5 separate regions of the Sus scrofa genome follow, and all the other regions are linked to region 1. The links are chromatin contacts, called in public Hi-C and HiChIP or PLAC-seq maps. All regions are on one chromosome and are shown on one strand. The core of a region is the stretch at or near the end of the contact, and the rest is flanking DNA. Distances in the headings are between cores, read along the strand shown.

Region 1 (2,829 bases), core at 108-2,607:
GTGTCTACCATATGAACCATAATTTATTTAACCTGTAGCAGTGCGTTTGGATCTTTTGTTTCCAGTGTCTTACTACGGTCAATAATTGCTCTGTGGGGAGTTCCCTGTCATGGCGCAGCGGAAACTAATCCAACTAGAATCCAGGAGGACGCCTGTTAGATCCCTGGCCTCACTCAGTGGGGTAAAGGATCCGGCGTTGCTGTGACTGTGGTGTAGGCCGGCAGCTGTAGCTCCAATTTAACCCCTGGCCTGGGAACCTTCATATGTCGGGGGGGGGGGGCGGCCCAAAGAGCAGAAGAAAAAAAAAAAAGAATTTCAAAGTGTGATAACAGAACATTAAACCAAGCGTGGGTTCTGTACAGGTCGCACACCCATGAAGCTGGCCCTGGTGACCAGAGATAATAAGCTAGCTCTGATCTAGCGATCTAGAAACCAAGGGGTATCACCAGAAGGATAACCACACCCTCGCCTACCCAGGGAGAGTGAGCCCCAGGAGAGCCCAAATTAAAGCCCGCCTCCCTCATCCCTCCTGCCCTCAGGAGGCTCTGGGCAGCACTTTTAATTAAGCGTCCCGGCTGGGGGCACTGAGAGGCAGCTTGGACCCCGGGCCTAGGCGCCCAGCACGGTCAATCGACCCACAACCCCCCAGCCTGGGCGAGGATCCCTAGGTACACAAGTCTCGTCCTTGAACTCTGCCGAGTTACTCATAAACCCGGAGGAAGGGGTAGGAGGGGGTAGGAGGCGCCGCGCGTGCACACCCTGGTCCTGCGCAGAGGCGCCCCAAGGACAGAGGGTCTAAGGAAAGTCTTCGAATCCTCCCAGGGTTAGGGTTAGGGTTAGAATCAGAGGCGAACTGACCATAATGAAAGGTCAGTGAGGACCCGCGGATGCACTAGGGAGCGTCTACAAAGACTGCGAAGCCAGGGGTCATCTAAAAAGTTGCCTGAGTGACTAACGGAAGGTCTAGAAAGGGCGGTCCCCAAGAGAACAAGGCTTCCGGAAGCTACGCCCGGAAGGGAGGGTGTGAAGGCCTAGGTGCATCTGTGACGCGAACGCATTCCCAAAAGAGCCGCGCACCGCTTAGGACCGGACCGGCTGAAGCTGCAGCCTGAGAAAAAAAGCAGTGCTAGAGAGCGAAGTGGGGGCGGGGGAGGGGGTCGTGCCTAGGGGAGGAAAGAGAGGCCCCTTAGAGATCCTCTGAAAAGTGCGAAGCTAAATGTTGTTAAGGGACTGACAGCAAATTATTTCCCTTGTTAAGACACCTCTGGGCAGCGAATCACAAACTTCTTTTGTAAGCCCCGCCCCTCGCCCATGAGGTCTAGTTCCGTTGTTTCTGATTCAAGAAGCAGCCAGTTCCGCACTTAACGCCTCCCAACCAGAAGCGACCGCTCCTCCTGGATCGCGCGCTTTCCCCTCCCCTAGCACTCATCACACACTTTCTCCCGCCCATCTGTCAATCACCGCTCTCAGCTGTCCAGTGAGCGGGCCAAGGGGGCGGGGCCGTCAGGGGCGTCGCGTGACGTTGCAGTCCGCCGGCGGCAGAGCCTGGAGATGCGTGACGAAGGAAGCGCGTGACGAAGGAGCTGTTGGCCGACGCCGGAGGGCAGTCGGTGTAAACAAGGCCTTGCGCCGCTGCGGGTCCTGAGACCTCTCCTGGCTGGTGGGTGGTCTCTCGCAGGCCTACCCCCCTTAGCTTACACATCCCTGGCACACCACGTGGGCGTGAGGCGAGGAAGGAGGGGGTTAAGTGGAGTTTTAACTTCATTGGTTGTCGCTGCCGCCGGCTTTTGGGAGGGAGTGTGCTGATTGGCCGGTAAGGGGGGCGTCGGGGGGTCCTAAGGCTTCTGATTGGTTAGATGGGATAAGCTAATGAGGCGCTTTCTTCTGCGAGGGTTTTTGATTGGTCGGCCTGAGAGGTTACCTGGGAATCCACCCCACCCTCAGGGACTTTGATAGGTGAGTTTGAGGTAGAAAACTGAGAAATTCCTCTTCAAAGGATTCTTACTGGTGAGCTAAGGTCACGCCCTAGACTTCACTCTGTTTTTTTTTGCTTCACAGGATTGGGAAAGGTTTGTGTTCCCGAAGCTTTGGGAGTTGTTACAGGCCAAGGAGAAGGGTTCTCAGTCCCTAAGAAGTGTAGCCTTCCTAGTTATAGCTACCGCCGTACCTCAGGAGACCCTGGTATTTCTAGAGCAGGGTTTGCTTTCATCAAACCCAAGGAGGTGACAGGAGGAGTCCCTGCACAGGACTTAAGGATGCTGTGACCAGAAGATGGGATCACGGAACAGCAGCAGTGCAGGAACTGGGTCCGGAGACCCCTCCGAGGGCTTGCCCCGAAGAGGGGCTGGCCTGCGTCGGAGTGAGGAAGAGGAAGAGGAGGATGAAGATGTGGATCTGGCCCAGGTACTGGCCTATCTCCTACGCAGGTAACTTACCCTCTGGTGTGTCCCCACCAGGCGCCACCACAGTCCCTTGATCCCAGCTCCAATCAGGGAAGTTACAGATAATAGGAAGTGGGATTATCCCAGGACTACCTTTCTGTTTGAGCAGAACATCCCTCCCTGCTGGACACTCAGGGCACTCAGCTTCATACCCAGTAAGAGTGGGTTTTGCCTAGGGAGGGTCAGCTAGATGACTTGCTCTTATGTTTGAGGGAACTGTTCAGGGGAGTCTTTTTAGTTATGACTACACAAATGTAGATTATTTTTCACGTAAATAAGAAATGGGGGGGGCGGTTGCCTGGTGGAAAAGGAATGATGTGAGGGTTGAAAAGTGCTGGGAAGGTGGGTATTGAACTTTAGTGAAGTTATTGACACATGATATGAGGCC
Region 2 (2,829 bases), core at 141-2,640, 940 kb before region 1:
CAGACTTCAGAAACGAATGAATCTATTTAATCACACACATATATATAACACCAGCACACTTTGCAACTTGAAATCTCACTGGGTCTAATCTATCTTTCTAAATGTTCTAAAAATATTATGAGTTTTCTGGTTGGAAGTTTTCAAATTAAGTCCTAATTACTGGTCAAAGTCCATTCAATCCCATCCATTAAAACTTTGCTTTCCTCCAACCCTGCTCTGAAAAATTGCATTAGGGTTCCACAACCATGGCGCTGCATGGACCCTGTCATGCCACACAGTCAAGACCCACGTCAGCGCTTGGGTCCCACTGCTGCGGGGGCAAAGGAGAATGAAGAACCGCGGTTGGCCTGGATTGGGCATAATTCACCAAACGCTGAAGTTCCAGGGGTGATGGTAGCGCCATCTCCTGGGTCCGGTCACTGAGCTGGGCACAAGACAGCTTAATTAAGTACAGCAACAATGAAAAAGATAAAAACATTCCCCACGCTGTGTAACAAGCCAAGGCCACATTTCAAAACACGGACCTACAAGTAACCGACGGGCAGCATCTCTGCGAGGGCCGGTATCCTGATGCTGAAACCTCGTTTGTGGCCTCACTATATTCCTCTACCGCCGCCACGGAATGTGTGAGCAGTGACCAAACACGGAACGTGAAACTTCAGACACTGAGGAATAAATCTCAATTCCCTCATCTCTCTGAGTAGTGCCACTAGGGCCTGAAAACCGATCCCAAGTGTCCTCTGAGACTGTCCCTCCACAGTACGTGGGACTCTAAACATCAGCAATGTGGGAACCTGGAAAGGGATCAGTCACGGGGATCCTTGAAACAGTCTTTCATCGGTAGACACAGCCACGAGGCTGCCGATCCCTAATACAGTGCCAGTGGACAACAATTAAGTAGCGAACACTTCCAGATCAAAGAAAGCCAAAAAAAATTTATTTTAAAAGTTTGCCCCATTCTGCTCTTAACGCCATTTTCTGCCTCTGACGTAAGGGGGAGGGGCCGTGCGACAACGTCACGCATAGGTGACGTCGCGACGGGGGGACCGGTTTCGGGGTTTCTTACCAGTTCCGGGTCCCCGCAGGGGGACCCCGGTTCCTTCGGTTCCTCTGGGTGTGTCGGAGGGTGCTAAGTATGTCTCTCTTCCAGACACTCCGCAATAAAAGCACCACAGCAACCGGAGCTGCTCCACTTCCCGCAAAATGGCGGCAGCTCCACAGTCTTCCAGAACCTTCCCCGATCTGCGCAGGCGCGGAAACATTCAGGCGGCAGAACGAACCTCTCCGGTTTAGCGGCAACAGTCCAAAGTACAGATTTTCATTGGCTAAAATCCTAAGCAAGGGTGGAGCCAAGCTCAAAGGTCTCTTAGCAACCATCAAGTTCCCATTGATTGGCTAACCTTTCCAAGACTGGGGAAAAGCAGAAGCTTTAGACATCCGCCCATCGCTCTCATTGGTTAAATGGCTTGCGACAGGGCGGGGAAACCCGGCGCAGACGCGGCAAGGACTCGCCTGCCCAGCTCCCCCGCACTCCTGAAGCTAGGTCAACGCTGTGGGCGGAGCCAACGGGGAGGTACAGTGACGTCCTTGCCGGTCCCTATTCTATTTTGGCAAGACGGGGTCTCATTAAGCTTATCCAGGACGGCTTTATAGAGAGCAACTGCATTTGCTTCACGTGGGGAGGAATGCTGGGCTCCACATCCTCATTCTGTCTACATTCTCTCCTAGCCGCCGCCTTCTGTCCTCAGCGCTTGGACCTGATTAGTCGGTCAGATTAGTCTTCCACATTCTGCCTGGTCCTACAGCTCACATACCTTCAGTTCAAATCAGTGCCCCACACACCTCGAAACCACAAGAAAAGAGTTTCGCAAGTGACTCTTTGGGTGCAACAATACTCATCCCTCTAACCATAAAGAGAAGGAATTGTCCACACTCATGACCCAAGGGCTTCCAGAACCCTAAGACTTCAGCTGCCAGAAACGTAGCTGGTTAAAACATGGAGAGGGCCACGAAGTGAGAGGAATCATGTTGAGTCCTAATTTGGTATATTAACTTTATATCATTGTACCAATTTCAAATCCTTCCTCTGTAAATGTAGAACTGGATTATGTCTGAGGATTTCCAACTTTAACCCTGTGATTTTATTCAAACAAAATATGCGGCTTCTGGCTGCAGGAGTCTGGGTAACTTCCAGTATTTCTCCCAAGAAGTAACAAAGGAGCTGGCAGTGCAGCAGCTCAGGAAGGTGAAAGGGTGGCTGGCTTCACTCACTACCCCATCTTTCTTCATGGCAGCACCCTGCCCTGTCCCCAGACAAGAGCCTTATCACAGGTCCTAATGGATAAGACCGCACTGTAGCTGGACCTGGGAGTCCAAGAGTCACCACTAAGCTTCTTAAATAGGAAATAAAGCAAGGTCCCTTCGTGTCTTGGAAAAGAGCACAGGTCTGAATTTGTGTAAGTAAGGGGTGGAGAAACAGGCAGGGGGCAACAGGGTTGGAGCAGGAAAGGCCATAACTTCACTTTATTTGTATTTCCTCCTTACACAAAACCACCAAAACAGGAACAGAGATGGGCAGGGAAAAAGGCTGAAAATTTGTTCAATCCACATGTTCTCAGGGCTATTCCAGGGAGCACTTGAGGCTGAGTGCCTGTTGGAGCAGCCTCAGATCCAGCACAAACTCCTCATGCCTTAGCCAGAGGTCTTCACAGGTTGGCAGCGCAAGCCCTGCAATTCTCACCCTTTGCCCATGGCCTAAGGTAGGAAAGCTGACTGAAATGCTCCTCTCTGATGGGCAAGGCAAATCAGAACCCATGGTGTACTGCACCT
Region 3 (2,829 bases), core at 153-2,652, 850 kb before region 1:
TGCAACATGATAACCAAAATGCATTTCTTATCCTGCATATATATTATTGGCCTTTGCTTCCTCTTGGCCCCTCCTCCATCATCACCACCACTATGAACAGTTTCTGAGAATTGGACTTGACTAAATTATTTTCCTGATACTTTGCCAGCTGTGGAGCTTTTGAAACAAATCCCAACCTATAAACGACCATTTTGTCAAAAAGCCAAGAGAGAACTTCCCTTCTGAACACACCAACCAAACCACACATAAAGGCCAAAATATACACAGCTGTACATTTAAGAACGTGAGACAATAAAAACCAAAACCACTAAGGCAAAACAGTCACTAAAGAAGGCTTTAACCACAGACTCAATAAATTGCATATCCTCATTTGCCACATGGACTACATATTCCCTGGCAATTTAATCTGGTACTTTAGAAGTAGAGCAAAAAAAATATCAAATGCACATAGAATGAAAGTGCCTAAGTATTTTATGCATGGGATTTCTTCTCAGGTTTAATTTGCACATAAACTCCTGTCTGGATCACATTTGGGAACACAACAGAAAAAAAAAAAAAAAATCCACATCCTAGGGGCTACTTTGCACACATAAAACCAAAGGCAGTCACTTTTGAAAATAAAATCTGATATGGCACATATACACATACTGTACATATACACAAAGCACAAAACCCCAAGATAAATCTTTACGAAATTATTTGCTTCAGGAAACACACACACACACACACACACACACAAGGTTCTCATGAAAAATGTTTGTAAGACATACTGTAAGAAGGGCTTTGACTCCCCCCTCCCCAGGGAAATGAGTGTTACAATTAAGAATATCTAAACATTTTTAGCCTCTTGGCCTTGGACAATTGCCACATTCAAGCCACTTAGTTTTGGTTCTGGGGGGAGGGTGTGTAAAACGCACGCAAACAGCTTTGTGAGGGAGTCTCAAATCTCCGCTTCCTTCGACGTTGCCTGTGGCAGAAATTTACATTATCCCTTCGAGCCCGCTTAAAAAAAAAGAAATCTATACTTCCCAAGAGGCCAAATTTTTTTTTTAAATCCCTTGACCATAAAAATTTACCAGTTCTTAAAATGTGATAGCAAAAAGAAAAAATATAAATTTGGCTGGAAACAGTTGTACACGGCCATCCTGCTTCTCAACTTCTTGGTATATTTAAAACCTTGACCAGGAAAAAGAAAGAGGAAGAGAGACAGAAAAAGAAATGGGGGAAAGCGCACATTCCCCTTAGCAACAGTTTCCTCACCCCAGCACTGCCACAGATCTCTATTTTTAAAAAATTTGAAAACACACACAAGATTAAGGAGGAAAAAAAATGGAAAAAGGATACCCGAAGGTCGTATGGCTCTTTGTATTCGTGTGTGTGCAAAAAGGAGGACTCGCGGAGCCGGAGCCGGCAAGCCCCGCCCCTCCCCGGACGCCCGCCCGGATTGGCCGCCAGCGGCCGCGGGGCGCCCCGCCCGCGAGCACACGCGCGGCGCCTGAGGACGGTGCCCCTGGGGGAGGGGGCGCTCCTAAGGGCCACCCGACCCCCGACCCCAGACTCCAGACCCCCGACCTCTGCAGCTCGGTCTCTGGCGCCATGGCTGACACCTGTGCCCTTCCCTACTTCTTTCCCCTTCCTTTCACTTTCTCACCCCCCCTTTCACCCTTTCCCATGTTGTTTTTTTCCTCTGTGAATCCAGGCCCTCGTCATCAGCATAAATAACAATCCAGTGAGTGAGCACCTTCCGACAATTTGCCAAACTTAACTAGTCAGTAAAATTTCTAAACTGGGATTATGCATCAAGCACTTGGTCCTTGGGCCAGAGTTCATGATTTCCAGGTAGAATGTCTGGGTCACGTCTGTTGCTTAACGCTCCCACCTTTAAGTGAACATTCCTACAAGTATGTGATGTCCTTCAGGTGAAAAATAAAGTAGTCTTACACTTTGGGCGTGGATTTTGCTCAGCCTTCGTCCCCAGTTTTTCCTCTATTTGGCTAATACTGCATTCTCAAGAACCTAAAATGGTCTCCCTTTACCTCCTGCATGAAGACCCGATTGTTTACACTTGGATTTTAAACCACCCATAGTCTGGCCCCAGGCCCCTGTTTGTACTTGGGTCCCACTGCCCTCACCTCTTCACTCCGGTATTATTGGTATTATTCCTTTGCTCAAGTGGTCTCATCCGTCTGCAGTAAATAATGCCTGTCTTTGACTAGTCAGTTTTTATCCATTCTTCAGCTGTTTCAGTCAACGCAGACCACTTCCTTCTCTCCTTTATCAGCATGAACTTCATGCTTACTCAAGTTAGCTGTGCTTAATTCTACCTTGATTGTTTCAAATGTTTTAGTAATTTCACCCTAGTAAATTGAGATCAGAGTTTGGTTTTTTTTTTGTTTGTTTGTTTGTTTTTTGTCTTTTTGCCTTTTCTAGGGCCGCTCCTGTGGCATATGGAGGTTCCCAGGCTAGGGGGTCTAATCAGACAGAGCTGTAGCTGCCAGCCACAGCCACAGCCACAGCCACAGCAACGTGGGATCCAATCTGCATCTGCAACCCACACCACAGCTCACGCATGGCAACACTGGATCCTCAACCCACTGAGCAAGGCCAGGGATCGAACCCACAACCTCATGGTTCCTAGTCGGATTCATTAATCACTGTGCCACAAAGGGAACTCCCAGAGATTATATATCTTAAACTTTCATCCATTCAGGAACTTTTTGGGGGGATTTATTTTTTAGGACCACACCCACGGCATATGGAGGTTCCCAGGCTAGGGGTTGAATAGGAGCTGCAGCTGCCAGCCTACACCACAGATTCAAGGGGCAACAA
Region 4 (2,829 bases), core at 176-2,675, 590 kb before region 1:
TTCTCTAGTTACCGTAGGGGCAGATGGGAATACCAAGGCTTGGACTGGGATAGAAATAAAGGGAACCAGCAGGAACGGAGAATTAGGTTACTTTTTCTGGGCCTTTGGTTAGAGAGTCCTCCAGATGGAGTTGAAGGAAGTGCCAGTTAAGAGTTGGTGGGCTCCAGTCAGAACACCTGAGTGTGCCCTCATGTGGATCAGTGATGGTCAGATGGCTTGCACCCCGTCTAAACATATTGCCATATTTATTTTTTTAATTTTTTTATTTAAAAAATTTTTTTTTGTCTTTTTGCCGTTTCTGGGGCAGCTCCCATGGCATGTGGAGGTTCCCAGGCTAGGGATCCAATCAGAGCTGTAGCTGCTGGCCTACACCAGAACCACAGCAACACCAGATCTGGGCCGCGTCTGCAACCTTCACCACGGCCCACGGCAACGGCGGATCCCCAACCCACTGAGCAAGGCCAGGGACTGAACCCGCAACCTCGTGGTTCCTAGTCGGATTCGTTAACCACTGAGCCACGACGGGAACTCCAACATACTGCCATATTTAAATAATAGACATTCATATAGGTGCATATATATATTTACACGTAACCTGAAAGGACAAATATCAGTTTTGACACTGGCAGCCTCCAGGAAGGGAATGGGAATTGTGGAAAAGGCAGAGGGAGGAAGATTGAGGACTTGTATTTTTTTCTCCGTATTTCTATACTGTCTGACTTTTTCATAGAGAGAACATATTCATGTGGCGTTCTTTTGTGGTTGCAGTGGGTTAAGGGTCCAGCACTGTCACTGCAATGGCTTGGGGTGCTGATGTGGTGCAGGTTCAATCCCGGGCCCCAGGAACTTCCACGTGCCAGGGGCACAGCACACACACCCCTCCCCCCAAAAAAGAAAGAAAACAAGTTCATGTGCTGAGTAGAAAGAATTAAACAGAAGATCTGATTACAAAAAAAAAAAAAAAAAAAAGAGAGAGAGAGAGAGAGAGAGAAAATGAAGAAAAGTTACCTGCAGAAACTGCCTGCGATCCAAGACCTGGCTCCTTGGTGCCTGGCTAAAGCCCCAACGCACAAAGAGACAACTGGGTTAAAGTTCCTGGAGAAAAGAGGAAGTGAGGTGTTTGGTATCTGTATCACATCTGCCAGGCCCACAGGGTGAGACACCTGGCAGGCAGTTAGTTCCCATTGGAATGGGAGCTGATCCTCTTTTCTGGCCCGCTGCTTCAGGGCTGGAGAAGTTCAACAAGTGCATGGAACATCAGAGACCTGGAAATGCTGAATTTGCTCTGAGGTTTCTTGAGGCCCTGTCGGCTTCTCTGAGTAGCCTCCAGGCTCAGGAGCCCTGCCCGGGCCCTCAATGCCCTCCTGGCCTGTGCTTCTCAGTCTCCAGCCACCCGCTTTCTTCCTGAGTGGTGGCCTTTCCCAAGCCTGCGTCCCAGCCCCGCCCCTCTCTCTGGACGCATCTCTGGGCCCCATCATCACCCGGCGCCGGGCCCTCCCTCCCGCCCCCCCTTTCTCCTCCCTCCTTCCTTCCCTCCCTTCCTCCCTCTCTCCCTCCCTCCTAGCTCCTGCACCAGGAAACGGCCCGGATCCCGGCAGCGGCCTGACCCGTGAGATCCTTAACCTGGCAGGCAGGCGGGGTTGCAGACTGGCTGAGGGTGGGGGTGAGGGAGGAGCTGGGCCTTTGGGCTGCACTCGGGGGGAGCCAGGAGTAGAGATGGTGTCGGCAGGAAGCCCTTGGCCCTGGGTTTCCCGGGAGGACAGTCATTAAACATGGATTCGGCCACACAGCTGGTAGAGCGTTGGGGGCAGGGCCCTTGTCCCGGGAGCTGCAACCCCAGCCCTTCTCAGCCCGGACCCTGATCCCTGGTCTTTCCCATCTAGCTCTGATCTCCCCCTCCCCTTCCCAGGGCTCCACGCTGGGCAAGAGGATGAAAGGCCCCAGCTGGGGGCTCCTTGCCACCAGCGCTGGGTCCTAAGAGCTGCCATCCAGGCTGGGTGAGTGTCCCCTTCCTTCTCTGTCCTGGGCAACCCTTGGCTTCTCCTTCTTTCCCTTCAGCCCTGTCTCCTCCCCCATCTTGTGCCTCTGTCAGCATCTTCACATCAGGCCTCTGGGGAGGCCCTAAGCCCCTTCCTCTAGCCAAAAAGGTGTATACCGTGGAGAGGGGGCTTGTAGGGATGTCACAGCCCTGCTGTTGTCTTCTTATGGAAAGAATCTAAAAAAGTATTTTAATAATGAAATTTACTTGTTTTACCTTTAATTTGGCATATTATGAGTTTTAAGGGCCAGGCCCTCATGCCCTGACCCCTCACCATGGCTTAATTTCCTTGTTCTTACCTCTCCCAGGCCAGTGGTCTCTGAGATTTCCTCCCCGCTCTCTCCCTGTCTCACTGGGCTGGCCAAACCTGAAATGCCCCCTTCTGAGTCTCTGACCCTATAATCATGCCAGTGTCTTTTGTGTTTGACTCTGACAGCCGCCCGGATGGCGACCCCGGCCTCAGCCCCAGACACACGGGCTCTAGTGGCAGACTTTGTGGGCTATAAGCTGAGGCAGAAGGGTTATGTCTGTGGAGCTGGCCCCGGGGAGGGCCCAGCAGCTGACCCGCTGCACCAAGCCATGCGGGCAGCTGGAGATGAGTTCGAGACCCGCTTCCGGCGCACCTTCTCAGATTTGGCAGCTCAGTTGCATGTGACCCCGGGCTCGGCCCAGCAGCGCTTCACCCAGGTCTCTGATGAACTCTTCCAAGGAGGCCCCAACTGGGGCCGCCTTGTGGCCTTCTTTGTCTTCGGAGCTGCACTGTGTGCTGAGAGTGTCAATAAGGAGATGGA
Region 5 (2,829 bases), core at 140-2,639, 540 kb before region 1:
GACGACTAGGAAGGCTCCGGGGGGAGGGGTGGCGCGTGGCCCCGAGGCTCACCCCCGGCTCGCAGCTCCCTTTCCCTCCCCTTCCCGGGCTCCCGGCGCCCTCTCAGTGCAGCTCCTCTCTCCTCCCCTCGGGCCCTCTCCGCTCCGGCGCGGGGCTCAGTCCCAGGGATTAAGAGAAAGGAGGGAGGGGAAAAGGGAGGGGAAGAGAAGGGGCGGAGGGGAAAGGGGGACGTTCCCTCTAAAGGCGGGTGTTGAGTTTCAGCTCAGGACCCTCGGGCCAAATTGCACGCCCCCTCCTGGCTCCTCTCCCCGGCGCCTGCTCCTGCCCGACGTCGCGGCGGACCTCCCGGTGGTCTGGTTCGCTCCCTCCGGAGAGCTTTCCTCTCCCGGTCACGCTCCTGTTCTCCCCCGCCTGCCCCGCGCCTCTCTGCCCGCCTTTCAGTAGCCCCACATCTGTCTTTCCCGTGGGAGGGAGCGCGCCTCTTCCGTCTTTCTGGGGTCCTCCGCGGAGCCGCTCCACTCTCTTGGCTTGGCCTCTCTCTGCGGGGGAGGCAGGTCGCGGGGCTGGGGCTGGACACGGATTCTGGACCTGAGGAGAGAACGTGCTGCCTGAGCGTCGGGTCCCAGAGCTGCCGCCCCGCCGGTCGTGCCGCCTCAGCCAGTCCGGGCCTGTCCCTCGCCGTCACTCTGGCTCACTCCTGCTGCCAGGAGGAGGAGAACTGAGGACAGCGGATAGGACTCTTTCAGAGGAGCTGCGTTCTGGCCCCTCAGGAGCTTCAGCAGAAAGGGCGGGGCTCTGGGGTCCCCACACCTCTCCTGCCCTATTACTTACTGCTCCTTTGTGGGCGCAACTTCCCTCCACCTAGCCCCCACTCCGCGTTCTTCCTTTGGGGGCATACATCAAGGCCCCTCAGAAACTCCAGAGAACCTTCCTTCTTCCGTTTTTGAGCTTCCTGGAATTTAAAAAGTGAGATGCCAAACAGGATTGAAAAGCTGTGGTATATTTTCAATGTTTACATTTAGCGCATTAACACTTCAAACACGTGAACAGACAATGGCTCTGTGTAAAACCTCATTTGGCGATAACATCAGAAGTCTAATTTAAGGCGCTTTGTGAACTTGAGGCCTTGGATAGAGGCTCCCTACCTTTCCTCCCACCTACCAGCACCCCCCCACCCCACATTCCGGGCCCACGTGTCCGTGTCCAGGTAGGTGGGAGGAAAGGTAGGGAGCCAGTAGGGGAGGGGGGATACCTGCCCCAGCTCCATCCGACCCCCTCATTGCTTGGGCACCTATGAACAGACTCAGACTCTCTTAGGATGGGAGAGGAACTTTATTTTGCTTTTTAGGGCCACACGTGTGGCTTATGGAAGTTCCCAGGCTAGGTTGAATCCAGGCTGCAGCTGCTGGCCACAGCAATGGCAGATCCGAGCCCTGTCTTAGACCTACGTCAGAGCTCACAGCAATGCCAGATCTTTAAACCACTGAGCGAGGCCAGGGATCGAACCTGCATCCTCATGGATACTAGTCAGATTCCTTTCCTCTGCGCTGCAACAGGAACCCTGAGAGAGGAATTTTTAAATTTACAGATGCATCTGAAGAGAGAGCTCCCCCATTCCAGCTCCAGCCTGATGCAGCTTCTTCCAGACCACAGCCCTGGGGGGTCTGGCTGCCTGGAATTTAGCAGCTGGAGAATGACTTGGCATGACCACTGCCCAGGGGGCTGCCAAGGCACAAGATGGAGGTGGGGCTCAAGATGGAGGTGGGCAGGAAACCCAGTTCCCAAAGATGACCGCTCTGACTGGCACAAGGGGAAAATAGATGGAAGCCAGAAAAGACTAAGCAGGAAGGAAGTGCTGGCAAAACGGTGGTTTGAAATGTGGGCATTGAGGCCCTGTGCCTGCGGCTAGGTGACTGGGGAGCCGAGTGCAAACCTGCAGGAAAACAAGTCTGTGTTTCTGGAGTGCTCAGGCAGGGAGTGGAGCCAGTTAGACTCAGGAGTGAATCCTGTTTTGTCAGCTGGGTGACCTTGGTCAAGATCTGCAACATCTCTGTTGCTCAGTTCCTCATCTGGACAGCGACTTTGGTGAGTAAATATGTGTAAAGTCCATGGCACAATGGCTCTTCCTCTTCACCTTGGCTCTGCATGGCTCCCCACTCCCCCCACAGCTTGAACCTTGGTGAGAGCTCAAAGTGTTTGTTGAGGGCAGGAGGAGACTTCTCCCTGTTCTTAGGCCTCATCTCTGCCCTCTTGTTCCCAAACAAAAGTTTAACATGATTCTGACTTGTTCAGGGAGGGTTCTGAGCCCCAGGTTAGTTTGGGTGGGTTGCTAAGACCCTGCCTCAGACAGGAGGGCCCTCAGCTTCAGGCTTGTCTTTGCCATTCTTCAGGGGGTAGGAAGGAAGGAACCTCTCCATTTGGCCTTCTGGGTCCCAGTCTTCTCTTCCAATCTTGTCCCTTCCCAGCAAGGCCAAGCTCATCCACAGCTGGTCTCGTCCTCATGCCATTCCGTCATGACTTTCTTGACCTGTTCTTGTTCTTCTTGATTTGCGGAACATCTCAAGTGCTTATGAATTCTTCCAGTTCTCCTCTCTTTAGCCCCATTAGCATCCAGCTTCCCTGAGTTCTAATCCTGGTTCCAACCCTGGCAAAGTCCAACCTGGGCAAGCTATGTGACCTCTTGGAGCCTCAGGTTCCTTGTCCGTCAAGTAGGATAATAATGGAACGGAGGATTAAGAGAATCCTGAGAACCGTGCCTGGTCCATGATGTGTAAATGTTGGCTCAAAGCAAATCTTACTGTCATTTGATGCCAGCTCTATGGGGCAGC

Evidence for each region. Hi-C and Micro-C count contacts between places; a contact is called where the count stands out from the background. HiChIP or PLAC-seq counts read pairs in DNA pulled down with a chosen protein or histone mark.
Region 2: a contact with region 1 is called in an H3K27ac HiChIP or PLAC-seq map of alveolar macrophages. The contact joins the promoter of RBM23 here to the promoter of DCAF11 in region 1. A contact is called at or near these places in 2 of 2 datasets of contacts at active chromatin or transcription factors (alveolar macrophages and skeletal muscle).
Region 3: an H3K27ac HiChIP or PLAC-seq map of alveolar macrophages shows a contact between it and region 1. The contact joins the promoter of C7H14orf93 here to the promoter of DCAF11 in region 1. A contact is called at or near these places in 1 of 5 promoter capture datasets (liver) and 1 of 2 datasets of contacts at active chromatin or transcription factors (alveolar macrophages).
Region 4: a contact with region 1 is called in a Hi-C map of liver, with 2.4 times the contacts expected there. The contact joins the promoter of PPP1R3E here to the promoter of DCAF11 in region 1. A contact is called at or near these places in 1 of 47 Hi-C or Micro-C datasets (liver) and 1 of 2 datasets of contacts at active chromatin or transcription factors (alveolar macrophages).
Region 5: a contact with region 1 is called in an H3K27ac HiChIP or PLAC-seq map of skeletal muscle. The contact joins the promoter of EFS here to the promoter of DCAF11 in region 1. A contact is called at or near these places in 2 of 2 datasets of contacts at active chromatin or transcription factors (alveolar macrophages and skeletal muscle).

Annotation. Positions count from the first base shown.
Region 1 is chr7:75,179,665-75,182,493 of Sscrofa11.1, reverse strand. DCAF11 (DDB1- and CUL4-associated factor 11) reads left to right here and starts at 1,357. Exons shown (of 15, transcript XM_001928359.5): 1 at 1,357-1,956; 2 at 2,059-2,426. The coding sequence starts at 2,272.
Region 2 is chr7:76,119,286-76,122,114 of Sscrofa11.1, reverse strand. It overlaps RBM23 (probable RNA-binding protein 23), which reads right to left and starts at 1,390. Exons shown (of 14, transcript XM_021099252.1): 1 at 1,067-1,390. The coding sequence starts at 1,262. PRMT5 (protein arginine methyltransferase 5) reads right to left here. Exons shown (of 17, transcript NM_001160093.1): 17 at 2,498-2,829.
Region 3 is chr7:76,032,323-76,035,151 of Sscrofa11.1, reverse strand. It overlaps C7H14orf93, which reads right to left and starts at 1,402. Exons shown (of 7, transcript XM_021099247.1): 1 at 1,345-1,402.
Region 4 is chr7:75,769,409-75,772,237 of Sscrofa11.1, reverse strand. PPP1R3E (protein phosphatase 1 regulatory subunit 3E) reads right to left here and starts at 1,425. Exons shown (of 3, transcript XM_021099237.1): 1 at 1,009-1,425. It overlaps LOC100154044 (bcl-2-like protein 2), which reads left to right and starts at 1,495. Exons shown (of 4, transcript XM_001928880.6): 1 at 1,495-1,609; 2 at 1,910-1,997; 3 at 2,475-2,829. The coding sequence starts at 2,483.
Region 5 is chr7:75,718,593-75,721,421 of Sscrofa11.1, reverse strand. It overlaps EFS (embryonal Fyn-associated substrate), which reads right to left and starts at 1,389. Exons shown (of 5, transcript XM_013978208.2): 1 at 1-1,389.